Linked DNA regions of Gasterosteus aculeatus: region 2 is linked to region 1. The links are chromatin contacts, called in public Hi-C maps. All regions are on one chromosome and are shown on one strand. The core of a region is the stretch at or near the end of the contact, and the rest is flanking DNA. Distances in the headings are between cores, read along the strand shown.

The links. A called contact is a pair of places that touch in the nucleus more often than the background predicts.
Region 2: a Hi-C map of tail fin shows a contact between it and region 1, with 2.0 times the contacts expected there. The contact joins the enhancer-like site here to the promoter of LOC120808489 in region 1. A contact is called at or near these places in 3 of 6 Hi-C or Micro-C datasets (skeletal muscle, tail fin and whole body).

What each region holds. Positions count from the first base shown.
Region 1 is chr18:10,591,348-10,597,624 of fGasAcu3.hap1.1, forward strand. LOC120808489 (pro-opiomelanocortin) reads right to left here and starts at 3,268. Exons shown (of 3, transcript XM_040161445.2): 1 at 3,113-3,268; 2 at 52-178. The coding sequence starts at 171.
Region 2 is chr18:10,630,851-10,637,021 of fGasAcu3.hap1.1, forward strand. It overlaps LOC120808032 (tyrosine-protein phosphatase non-receptor type 14), which reads left to right. Exons shown (of 21, transcript XM_040160597.2): 21 at 1-619. It overlaps LOC120808033 (N-lysine methyltransferase SMYD2-B), which reads right to left. Exons shown (of 12, transcript XM_040160599.2): 1 at 6,113-6,171; 2 at 5,032-5,095; 3 at 4,783-4,893; 4 at 4,636-4,696; 5 at 4,026-4,150; 6 at 3,754-3,821; 7 at 3,186-3,288; 8 at 2,207-2,317; 9 at 1,980-2,100; 10 at 1,604-1,778; 11 at 1,386-1,494; 12 at 978-1,175. The coding sequence ends at 1,095. Among protein-coding and RNA genes, the nearest start is that of LOC120808033, 3.3 kb to the right of the region's middle. Within about 2 kb of position 1,776, at least 5 of the 9 cell types and tissues checked have open chromatin away from gene starts, as enhancers often do.

The DNA of each region.
Region 1 (6,277 bases), core at 2,018-4,517:
ATTGATATAAACGAGGCCACGCCTTACGATGAATCTCACAGTTTGACCTACCTGTGTCTCCCCCTCGCCGTTCAGCTCATCGCATTGGGATCGGTCCAAGCACGCCGACCCAAAGCCGGGGAGGCGCGCACAAGCCACCGCCACCACCAGCAGCCACGAAAGGCTCACCATGTTCCGCCTGGTGTGGAGAACAGAAGCGCGAGTTCAGTTTGCGTCTTTGTTCGCATCTTTGAATTTATGCGAGCCGATGCCATTCGTCACCAATCCTTCTTTCGGACAGCATGTGGGATTGTTAACTGTTTATCAGTTGCAAATTTGAAAGTGCTGGATGGAAACAGGCGAGAAAATGTGCGATTGGTTACGACTGGCGGTTTGTATCCAAAAGGACTGTTTGAAGAACATTTGACTAATGCATAAGAAAGGCAGGAGGAATGTAATGGTTTGGGACCAGTAGGAAGGGGTATTTTTAGTTTCTGTACCAATTCAATGAGAAATGTCCAAACTTTTGATTGGTAGTGGATCTTATATTTGTCTCTATCTATTTTCTCTTAAAGGATTATAGAAAACCTTAAATGATCAAAAGTAGTTTTTGTGTGCATCATCGAGTTTGTGGCCGCTTCATGACGTAAGCACCTAAAAAAGTCAGTAGCATTTCACCTGTAACACTGGTCCATACGCTCTGCAGAATACGTTGTATTCAACCAAAACTACCAATGAAATCTTCAGTGCATCACTTGGCTTCATCACGCCATCCGTGCGTCTACTGGGTCCAACCAGGGCTCGTAGTGTCCAAGTGCATCGTGTTCACATCCTGTGTGTTGATCCAATAAGCAAACTACAGAATGCACTGTTGCACAACGCCGTTGTTGGCAAACCCGCAGCGCATCGCTGCCTGTACATCTGTCCCTGGTTGGTCTCCTGTACTTGCTCGCGCGCGCACATACATTCCTCGTCGCTGTTTACAAACGGAAAAAAAAAAGGTACATTCCTGGACTGGATTCCAGTTTCAGCTTGAGCTGCACGAGGGTTACGCAAGACGCCATGGCGTGCGTGTAATAAGGCAGCCCTCATTATTATTATTACGCTCGGTGTTGCTACAAACTGGGCCTCGTGCACTGCCGCTGTGAACGTCAATCCCCATCCATCACCCAGACCACTGGTAAGCATTGGAATCCTTAAATTGCTAGAACATGCTGGTGAGTTTTATTGAGAAGCTTAGACGGGAATATTATTGCCTCTGATCCATTTTCATGGATCAGAGGCAATAATAATTTATTTGTAAAAACAAACTTTTGGGTGGGAAAAGTCCCGGGTCCGGCTGGCGTGATGGTAAACAGTCAGATTAACTTAAATGATTCAATGATGTTTTGGCTGCCGGTCCAGCTGCTGTCCCGGAGTGACCCCACAGTCAAAGGATCGTAACTTTGACCCATAAAACGCTCACTTGAATCCAAAAGCCGGATGATTTCGAAATATTGCAGTGCCGAGTAATTTGAACGCCTGTGATGTTACGGATCAGTTAGAAGCTCTTGTTACAACATCGTAGCAGCTGTAATGCAAACAGGATGCAACATTCAGGTTTGCAGGTTTTTCCAAGTGATGATTTGAACTGTGTAGGATTCACGGACATGAAACCTGAGATAATTGAGGTTGAGGTGAAGGGATCAACCTATTTTACAGACTGTGGAAAGGTCACAATTAGTATCACGGATTTGAAACAGTAGAGAGTGTTTTGAGCAATATTAAACCCTGGAAGGCAGATTATTCCAAATGTCAACACTAAAAGGACCATAGATGTCTTTCATCACAGCGCTGTTGTGTCAATTCATTCACAGCTTCAGAAGCACAGCGGGCGCAGTGAGTCCTTAACGGCCCCGGGGAAGGTCTCGGCCTCTAAAAAGAATCAAAGATTACTGTTCAACGCGCTTCCTCACCGCAGGACCTTCCATACGGTCCCTAAACTACATTCCAGCCGGCCTCTGAATTTAATGGCGTAAACTTGAAGGAAACAAATAAGTAAAAGAAGTCAATGAATGCCGTCTTTTAGTTGTTCGAGGACACACGAGGATGTTGATGGGGGTAATTTAGTGTGTGAAAAGGCTCCGTTGCCCTCAGCTACGTAGACAGGGAGATCTGCATTAAAAATGACCATAAAAGTTGCTTTGTGAGATAAAGGGACCAGCAGACGTTTTGATCTGCTACTTCAAGCACATCCTCAACGCCAAGAGGAGGGAAACAGATCGCTATTGACGGAGGCTGCGTTCGTTCATTCATTCGTGGACGTATACGCAGTGCACATGTTTCAGAAAGGAGATATTCATTCTTACGTGATGACAAAGAAATTCTTTCAGGAGATGAAATACAGTCATGACGCATTTTCGTCTGGCAAACGCTCCTCTTGATCTGATTGCTGCTGCGTTCCCTTCACTCCTTCTCTCCCTCTCTCTCTGTTAAACCATCTATTTGCAAACATCAATTCTCCGATGTTTATTTTGTGGAGGCTAGATTTCCTGGAAAAACAAACTAAACTGATATGTGGTTATTCCACTGTTCCCCTGTACATTTTTCATTCTGGTGCACCGAGTTAATCTTGTTTCCTTTGTTGGGAATATGCCTCTTGTTGTTTTCCCCCTTGGTTCTGTGTAACACGGAGCGGCTCCTCGGTGGGCCATCGTCTCTCTGTAACTCAGAGGCTCTCCACTCTTCCTACATTATGACTCACTCGGCGAAGCTCTGCTCTCTGCAGAAACACTCTGCCGCGATCAAAATAGATGTAAAACCTCATGTGTCGATAAAATAGTAACTTATTATGATTAGGTCTTTAATCCAGATTTGGTGTTTGTGGCGCGTTCGTGGTATTTGAAAGACATTTTTAAAGGCAACTAGAGCATATTGTGGAAAGAACCTGAGACGTAACCGTGAATAATAAACCCGAGAAAGAAATGCATCTCTAAATCAGTAAATGTGGGTAATCGATGCACCGTCTTTACTCTGTTCAGGAAAGCGAGAAGCTAACAAGAACCAGACACAGTTTTGATTCATGCCAAACCACGAATCGACATGCAAGCTAAAGACATTTTCCTTTCTTTCCTTTTTTTTTTTTTTTTTTTACCTTTTACAGAAGCGTCGCTTCCCTCTCCTCAGTCTCTTCTGGTTTTGCTCCCTGTGTTTTTTTTTTTTTTGGTCCAGCGATCTTCCAAAAGTGAAGTGACTCCTGACTCGGATCCCCTGTGCTCCTCCTCTGCTCTCGCTCTGCTCTGCAACGAAACGCTCAGTGGGAAGAGGAGGAAAGCTCTTTTTAAAGACACATGAGTGGAGTTGGGAGTCCTCGAGGCCTTGGGGTGGGATTAAAGGAGAGGAGTCTCCTGCTCCTCTCCAAATGAGGAGGTCTGTGTAATTGCGCGTGAGGCCCACGAAGGCCACCCACGCCTCTTTTAATCAATGCTGCAGCTCAACGTCAGCACAACAACAGGTGAACCCTTAGCGAATACTACGCTGGCCTCCCCCCCCCCCCCCCCTGCATCCTCCTCTTGGGGCAATCTAACAATTCTCCTGAACGGTGGGATTATCATGATGTCTCGGTGCTCTCATTTATATCTTTTTGATTGCATCTTCACACTATCGCGTACTTGTTAAGTCGTTAAAGAAAGGGGGGAGGGGGGGGGGCCGTGGCGAGAGACACATCTTTCTGTCAAATGGGACGAGGGGTCGCGGCCAAGCGTTCAAATCGATTTGATCGATCGGGTCGTTTTTCAGTGGTCCTTGTGTGCGAGGTGCGCATGCATCCCTGCACGGAAACTTCATTAAGGAGACTTGACTCACTCGTTGAGACATCACGGCTACACAAGCACGCACACGCACACACACACACACACACACACACGCACACACACACACACACACACACACACACACACACACACACCCCGCTTCCTCAAAGAAAGATTATGCTGTTGAAAAACAAAAAACACTTTCCTCTTCCTGTGTTAAAAGACAGTTGCACACACTTCTTCAGGGAATAACACACAGAATAACTAACGCCAGCTGTTACCGTGAAAAGCAAAGTTACTGTCTGATTAAAATGTATCAATCTATGATTATTTTTTTTGTACTTTTTAATTGGAACAGTACGATTTTCTTTCCCAGACTGTCAAATTTACAACCGAGTTGTATGATTAAGCACTTTCTTTAATGACAGCAGCCAATACGTGCCTGCAGGATGAGGTCACCGAGACGCCTTATTTCATCTGCTTTCCATCATAAAACAACATGAAGTACATGAAGAGGTTCGCTGCACAAAGAAGAACAAAGAGTCTCTCCCCACGTCTCAGCCATAGCAAACTTAAATGATTGCTCCCCTCAGACAAATCAAATAATAAATACTTTCACATTTAAAAGGGAGTTTACTTTCTTGTGTTTTGAATCACTTCGCTCCTCCTTCCAATGTTATGTTAAAAAATAAAGCTCCTCCGGCAATGCATGACGCTCACTTTGAATGGCAAATGAAATGTTAAGACATATTCAAAGTTTTTTAAAGATCTTGCCGTAATGCTTCCTGGATTTACCCTCTGCACTGTTTTTCGAATTAAAAGGCCGTTGAAGGCGGTAATTAAAAGCGCACGATGATTTAAACTCATGTTTCAGAGTGTGCTGGTACCAGAGTACAGCTGGTTAAACAATAACAAGAATCAGATCCGAGACCTGGACAGTCTGAAGTGGAAGTAATTCCCTCCACTCCCCAATACAATTAAGCGACTTAACCTCCACGCGTCCGCTCCTCCGCAGGTGGCGTTTCTTCTGCTCCCGCTTGTGAATTTCAGTCATTACCGCTTATGAACGCCGAAACAAAAAGAGCATGCTCGCTCAGCCTGCCAGGCGAAGGTTATGAACAAAACGCGATGATGTAATTCATCCGACTTCCACCGTTTAATAACAATAATAACATCAACCTCCCCCCCGGACGAGGCTGTGAATCACCGACCCGCCACGACCTCCAACCGACTGTCATGTGCAGCAGTATCATCATTGTCCCAAGAGGCACTGGAAATGTCATTTGGCCCATTTACGGTATACGAGGAGCCAAATGAGTTGTTAGATCACAGGAATCCTCAATACAACGTTCTTCTTCCTGTCGTGTCCTCTGTTGCCTCGCAAGAGCATCTCGCCCCCCCCCCCCCCCCCCCAAAAAAAGATACAGGACTTCTTGTACCTTAAACTTTTCACAAGTTACAGTTGAATCGTGTGAAGTATTTACAGCTTTTCTTATTATCCGCAGATAATAACCGACCTCGATGTCAAGGTGTGCAGCTGTGCGTCATAAATATCTGCCGAGGTCACTTGGAAAGATTCCTCATAGGAGGAAGAATCCGGCGTTCGAGCGCTTGTTGACACGCCGCAGACAAAAGCTGCATTTTTTTCTTCTTCTTCTTCATCAAACCACCCGTGTGACAAAAGAAGCAGCTGTTTTTTGATTCTTAACTTGAGAGCAAACCGAGGGGAGGGGGGAGACAGGCGCGCGGGGTTCGGAGATACACGGCCTCCTTCGCCGCGTTCAAAGAGACGTCACCGAGCGGCTTTTACAATCACTCCCTCGCCTCCCAAAATATGAGCCTCCGAGAGCTGCTGCGCTTCCAGCTGCATCACTCAACTCACTCATCTCGCTCATCTCACTCATCTCGCTCATCTCACTCATCTCGCTCATCTCACTCATCTCGCTCATCTCACTCATCTCGCTCATCTCGCTCATCTCACTCAACTCACTCATCTCGCTCATCTCGCTCATCTCGCTCCTCTCACTCATCTCACTCATCTCACTCCTCTCGCTCATCTCACTCATATTGCTCATCTCACTCATCTCGCTCATCTCGCTCATCTCACTCATCTCGCTCCTCTCACTCATCTCGCTCATCTCGCTCATCTCACTCATCTCGCTCATCTCGCTCATCTCACTCATCTCGCTCATCTCGCTCATCTCGCTCCTCTCACTCATCTCACTCATCTCACTCCTCTCGCTCATCTCACTCATATTGCTCATCTCACTCATCTCGCTCATCTCGCTCATCTCACTCATCTCGCTCCTCTCACTCATCTCGCTCATCTCACTCATCTCGCTCATCTCGCTCATCTCGCTCATCTCGCTCATCTCGCTCATCTCGCTCATCTCGCTCCTCTCACTCATCTCACTCATCTCACTCCTCTCGCTCATCTCACTCATATTGCTCATCTCACTCATCTCGCTCATCTCGCTCATCTCACTCATCTCGCTCATCTCACTCAT
Region 2 (6,171 bases), core at 526-3,025, 38 kb after region 1:
AATCTTTAAATTTGTATTTACTAGTTTGTGTTTTCTTAAAGGAACGGTAATATAATAATAAGTCTCTTGTTAAGGATTTGAATACTGAAGAATACTGATGTACAAAAATATGCAGCCTTTAATATCTGATCCAAGCCCAATCAAAAAATTACAATCACGTATTTGCTTTTACGTGTTACCTTATTCTTTTTTTTTTTTCTGAATGGTAATGCGAAGTCCAGAACGACTTTCTACAGAGTATGTTTTATAAAGTTCTCTTTTCTTTTGACTTGGTACCCTAAAAATACCGTAACATAATAAACTATGCATGCATTTTTATATTTTATTGTATATATTCTCAAATAAGTAAAAGCTTTGTGCTCTCTTGACATACAAGTGTTTTGTTGCACTTCTGTTTTATTTGTGACAGTATTTCCTCACACGGCATTCCACTGTTTGTTTATATTTAATTTTCCCCCTCAATTTTCCCTTTTGGCAAAACTCCCAAATACCTTTCAGTTTGTGTACATATGTTTTGTATATGCGTTTTCAGTGCATCAAGCCTTTTGTTTTTCTGTCCCCAGACATGTATGAAGCTGTCATACTCTCTTCTTGTGTAATAAAGCCTTATTTTCTTTAAGACCGTGGCCACAAATTCATTTATTTGGGGTTCGTATCTATAATTTCCTTTTCGTTGGTGATGATGTTTGTGATGATGAGCACTCACGCAAACACAGACACATCCTCCCCGATCGGGTTACAGTCAGTTTAGCTTCAACAGGAGCCGTGTGGTGAGGCAGCTGTCCCGAGAGTCACTCAAGACACGAACGCGTCCAGCTGACAGGTTCGGTCGCAAGGCAAAAACGAGCAGGAAATCATTAACAATTTTGGATTTTCTAACGCTCAACCTCAGTGAAAAGCTCAGACGTTCCTGTTGCGCATTAAATACACGTTTGGTACAAACAAACATTCAACAAACTAATGCATTCTCACGTACATAAAGCTGATGTAAAAAGTTTAATGTCAGTTAACGTCAGTTCTAAAAAATAATAGAAAATGGCTTCGGTTCTGTAAAGCTCCTCTTCAAAGGAGGGTATGAAGTCTTTACTTTCTCCTCATTGTTGTGCCATCTCTTTGCGCAACTCTGTCAAGTAGAAGTGATCCTTCCCGTGAGCCACCTCCATGATGGCCATTGCCTGAACACACACACAGACACACAGTTTATTGGCGTTATACAACGTGTCAAACCAGCTGAAACTGCAAAAACTAAATGCTTGGTAATCTGGACTTGAAATGTAATTTTCACACTACGTTGTATTCAGGTGAACTTCGATCATCGAATGTCTGCTGGAGAATTTGTTTAAAATATTGGTTTAAAAAAAGGTCCAGTTAGCGGTGCTTTTTACCTTCTTGAAAGCGCTGACACCCGCTGAGCGCCTCTCGAGGCCCATGTACAACCGGCCCAACTTCAGATACATGGAGGACACATTCAGGGAGAACGGTGGATAGAACTTGCTGCATTGGAAAGAGAGCAAACATGCTGATGAGCTTTCCATCATTGCTTTTAAAGAGACAATTATCTGTGACCCACGACGCCATCGGTAAGCGTCCGTGCTCTCGTCACCTGTAGTGCTTGATGATCTTCTCGCCGTACCGGAGAGCTCCTTCTGGGTCCTCCATGTAGAGACAAACCCCCATGGCCTGGTACATCACGTGGACCATGTAGACATTGGCGTCCTCAAAGATGGATCCCATCTCCTCCAGGCTCTGTTCACACATCTCCAGCAACTCGCTAGGGGGTGCCATGGAGTCAAGGACCGTCTCAAAGCAAGCTGAGGTTCTACTGAAACGCCACAGGGCCTTAAGAGCCCCCCAAAGCCGCCATGCAGAGAAATATCTTCTTAAGGGAGCTCGGTGAGCGCTCATCCTACCTGCGAGTCTCCGCGAATTCAGTTTTTAAAAAAAGTGCAGGTGAGCGGTGTTACTCCGTGACAGGATGTTCTTTATGTGCTTGACGGCCCGGAACTCTCTGACGGTTTTCCTGGCGTAGCGCACCATGTTGCCGATGGCCTGCGGCTCGACGGGGTCGCTCCGCTTACGCACTCTCAACTTGGCCTTGTCCTAGAGGTGGAAGACAGGACACGGGGGGGGGGGGGGGGCCTGAAATGTCACACGCGAGTTTACGACGGCAGTATTGCATCGTGTGCTTTGGTCTCGTCCCACTCACGCCGGACTTGCTTTTACAGTCCCGGCAGTCGCAGGTGAAGTAATAGGACTCTCTCAGCCTGTTGTTGCGGTCGTCGGTTGGATACATGAGGTCTATGTAGCTGATGAGCACCTGCAGGGGGAAATCACACCGGTGACAAACACTCTTCCTTTCCACGCTCGCCTCCCTTCTTGTTTGTGTCGTGTCCAATCGGCAGGTTACGGGGGGGGGGGGCGAGTCTGAAAATAACCCCACGGGCCTCTTGAATCAGCTGCTGCATCCGCCTAAGAAACCCCTGCTTGTGCCAGGGATTCACACTCCCGTCTTCGCCTCTCAAGCTTAGCCTCCAGGGCTCGGTGGGATTTAAGATGCCGCCTCATTGTACGCTATCATGTTAAGACTCCAAAGCCACCTGCGTCCAAGGGAAGCAGCGTAACCACAAAACGATCAGGTTTGTTTGAAAGATCTATAGGAAAAATATATTGTATTGAATATTGTTGTCACTGTTAGAGTTTAACCTGCAAACCTGATCCCGATGTGCTTTGGTTGCCCGGCAACCGACAGCGGAAAGTTATTGCGCCCATAAATAAGCCCGAAATATCCCATTTATCCCATAGTCCCATTTGTGTTCATTATTAAGCTTTAGAGGTGCTGGTAGGGATTTCTTTATTACGCTCCTTGTGTCAAATCTTTATGTCCGGCCAAGTTAATCTTGGCGAGTGACATTTTTCTGAAATTCTTCTCACGAAATCGAAAAAGGCTCGGCGCCAAAATGTCGACATATTCCTTTAAACCGAAGCAGAAACCGATCAGGAAATAATCCCTGTATGTTACAAGGACGTAGTAAGAATTCAACACAAAGCGTTCGCTGTTTCTTCAATGTGTTGGAATTTCATTTTTTTAACCCCCAAATTTGGGAGGCAGCTCACAGACGGACACGTTCAGGCTGACCCCAGTGAACCCGACCCCCCCTCCCACGCCGGCTGTACCCTCTCCTCACTTCATCTCCAGGCTCCATGTTCCGCACCGCTCGAACCTGCGCCGCCGTGCCGTCGTACGTGACGATGGCGCTGGGGAGGCAGCTGTGGTTTATCAGCGCCACGCTGGGAAAGAGACGGACAGAAGGAACCCGATAAGAGAGAAAAATCACTCTGCTTTCACACCGCGGACGAGGCAGTGCTGACTAATCTACACAGGTCACGAGTGTCGCTTTAAGTATACCGGCGACCCCGTCGGCCACTTGGGAAATAGCTTCAAGTGAGCTGAGCGGGGAATTCGCTCTCGCGGCGGGGAGGCGCTTTTTAACACCTCGTGACAAACTGGAGAAGAAAAAGTTGCCTTGATAGAAATGAACAATCTGAGGAGGCAATCGCAGCTTTCAGCGCTCATGGGAAATCATGGCTGTCCTTTTTTTAAGAACAATTAAATGAACTGAGGGAACTAACACATTACGCAAAGCATCCAGAAGGAAACAAAATGAGCTTCGCAGGAAGAAGATTATTCCCTTTGTAATGTGCTGGACCTGTACGTAGAATACAGAATGTGCTCGTATGCATGTGGGTTCTTACTCTGGGTAGAGTGCAGTACCCAGGTGAGACAGCTCATCGTCCTCTATGGTGAAACCATTACAGGCCACCTGTTGAATAAATGACAAAGAAAATGCATATTACCAATCGTTAGCTGGTTTTTCATCAAAACATATATGACCTGCACGCCTTTTTTCTACCTTGACTTCAGTGGTTGTTGTCAAGCTAATTGTGAATATTACTGAATCCGTGATAAGAACAGCAAAAAAAGACTCTTATACGTATGATTATTTTTATGTGTCTGTGTGTGGTACCTGTGAGATGAGCGCGAGAAGGTCTTTGTGGTCGGGAAACTCCAAATGTTTGGAGAAGAAACGATGCAGCCCGGCGACTTCTGCCTCGTTCCTCTCTCTTTTCTCGTTGTCCACGTCCTCCACGTCTGTCGCAGGAGAAGGAGAGATGTTCAGGGTGATCCAATGCTTCTTCTGCCTATAACCTTGTCCTTACCCGGCATTGCATGCAGAGCCTCCATCGCCATGCATTTTAGGCTGCGAATGCTTTTAGTAATATGAACCACTGCTTTGGGTCGTGTGCATGCTCGGGCATCGAGACGGGACTTTTTAAAATCATTTTGAACTTAATAAAAAAACAATTTGCGTTACAGAAACTCAGTCGGCCCTCCGTGTGTTTAAAGTGCTTCTTCCCGTTCAAGTTGTTTAATGGTCTAATGGACATTCCACCCACACATGTGTAAGATAAACATATAGATGAGGCCTCGGGTGTTAATCTCAAAGCGTTGCGCTATTTTAAGAAGGCTATCTAGTGAAACTCACAGGCTCTGGACCCGTTGTGCTGAATCTGACACTTCGCGGAGCAAAGTTAAAAAACAAAATCATGCATGCGTGTTCAAGGTCAATTACTCACGTGATTGAATGTCGTCTATGAGCAAGATCTTCTCAGAAACACATCTTTCTTTCTGCGTTCTCTGCAGAAAATGGGCACGATTAACAGAAAACAAACCCCAGCGTGCGCCGGGGAAAAAAACGCAGTGCCGCTTAGTGACTGTCCAACCTTCTTGGCGAGGATCCGGGCGACCAGGCGAGAAATCTCCGACGGGCACCAGTTCTCCTTGAACGCCATCATGGCAGAGCACTCCAGCTTGTGCATGGCCCAGTCCCCTTTCTACACACAGACACACAACCCCCGTGGAAAACGTTCAGCAGCTGTTGTAAAGGAAATAAACTCTGAGCGACAATACGAGGTTCGTTTTACTTTCACTAGAATCGTGACAGTCCTGCTGCCCCTCCCTGAAAGTCCTACCTGACATTTTGCGTTGCAGTAGGAGGCTTTCTTGCACTTCCCACATCTTGCCAGCTTCTCTTTCCTGTGTGTGAAACAAACGGGGTCTATTAGCTCCTGCGTAGTAAGACAGCATCACACTCACAACGATCAATCTGCAGATGTCTGACTTGAATGCGGTGAAAGCTGTACGTCAGCATATACTTTTATGCAAGTTTCTAGCTGTTTTGTGCTCAAAGCTCCTGCTTGATTATTCTGAAACAAGAGGCAGCTGTTGTCGGCGCTGCCACTCGTAACTTATGCACCTAAGAGCTTTGAAACATTCTGTGGTATTAATAGAGCCGACCGGCTGTCTCTCTCAGCCACATTGGAAAGTAATGAAAAAGTCCATCACTTAATTTTAGCACAGTTGGCAGGGGGGTCCGAGTTCAACGAGCTGCTTAGCGGTGGGTGGACGTGATCGACGGGGATCACACACCCCCCCCCCCCCCCGGATGTAAAGTGATACTATGAGCGCTACACTGTACAGGTAGCTGTGTCTAACATAACGGATTCTCAATGTGTGCAGTTATATCCAGCTATCCACGCTCGTGGGTCCCTTTGTGTCCCGAAGCTGTGTTTTCTAAGGAGATTGAATGACTTTGTCACTTATGACTCTGCCATAAGAGGACTTGAGGAAGTTGAGGTCATGGTCTATTCATGCAAAACTAAATTTGCTTTTAAAATTGCTTTTTTACAGAATTATAGTAGCTTAGAAGTAAATCATTCATAATGAACATTACATCATCTTCCTAAATTCCTAGATTTTAAGTATCATCAAGTATCAAGTTATTACCCCATTAATTGTTTTAAACACATAACAGAATATAGAGATCATTCATCACAATGTTCAATATTTTGAACCGAACGTGCTGTGAAAAAACAGATCTCATCACATTTTTAAGACCATGTGTGTGTGTTTGGTGGTCAACAGTTAAAGTTAAAACAGACAAAAAGCCTGACACTCCAAAGCATGAGCACCACATGATGCAACAACAAAAGCAAAAGCCTTTTCTCAGCATGCAGGGATGATAAAACAATACGTGCATAACCCGTGACTCACTTAGTGAAGCAGAACTCGCAGCGGGAGCCTCTCTCCTCTCCCGACAGCACAAACGAATA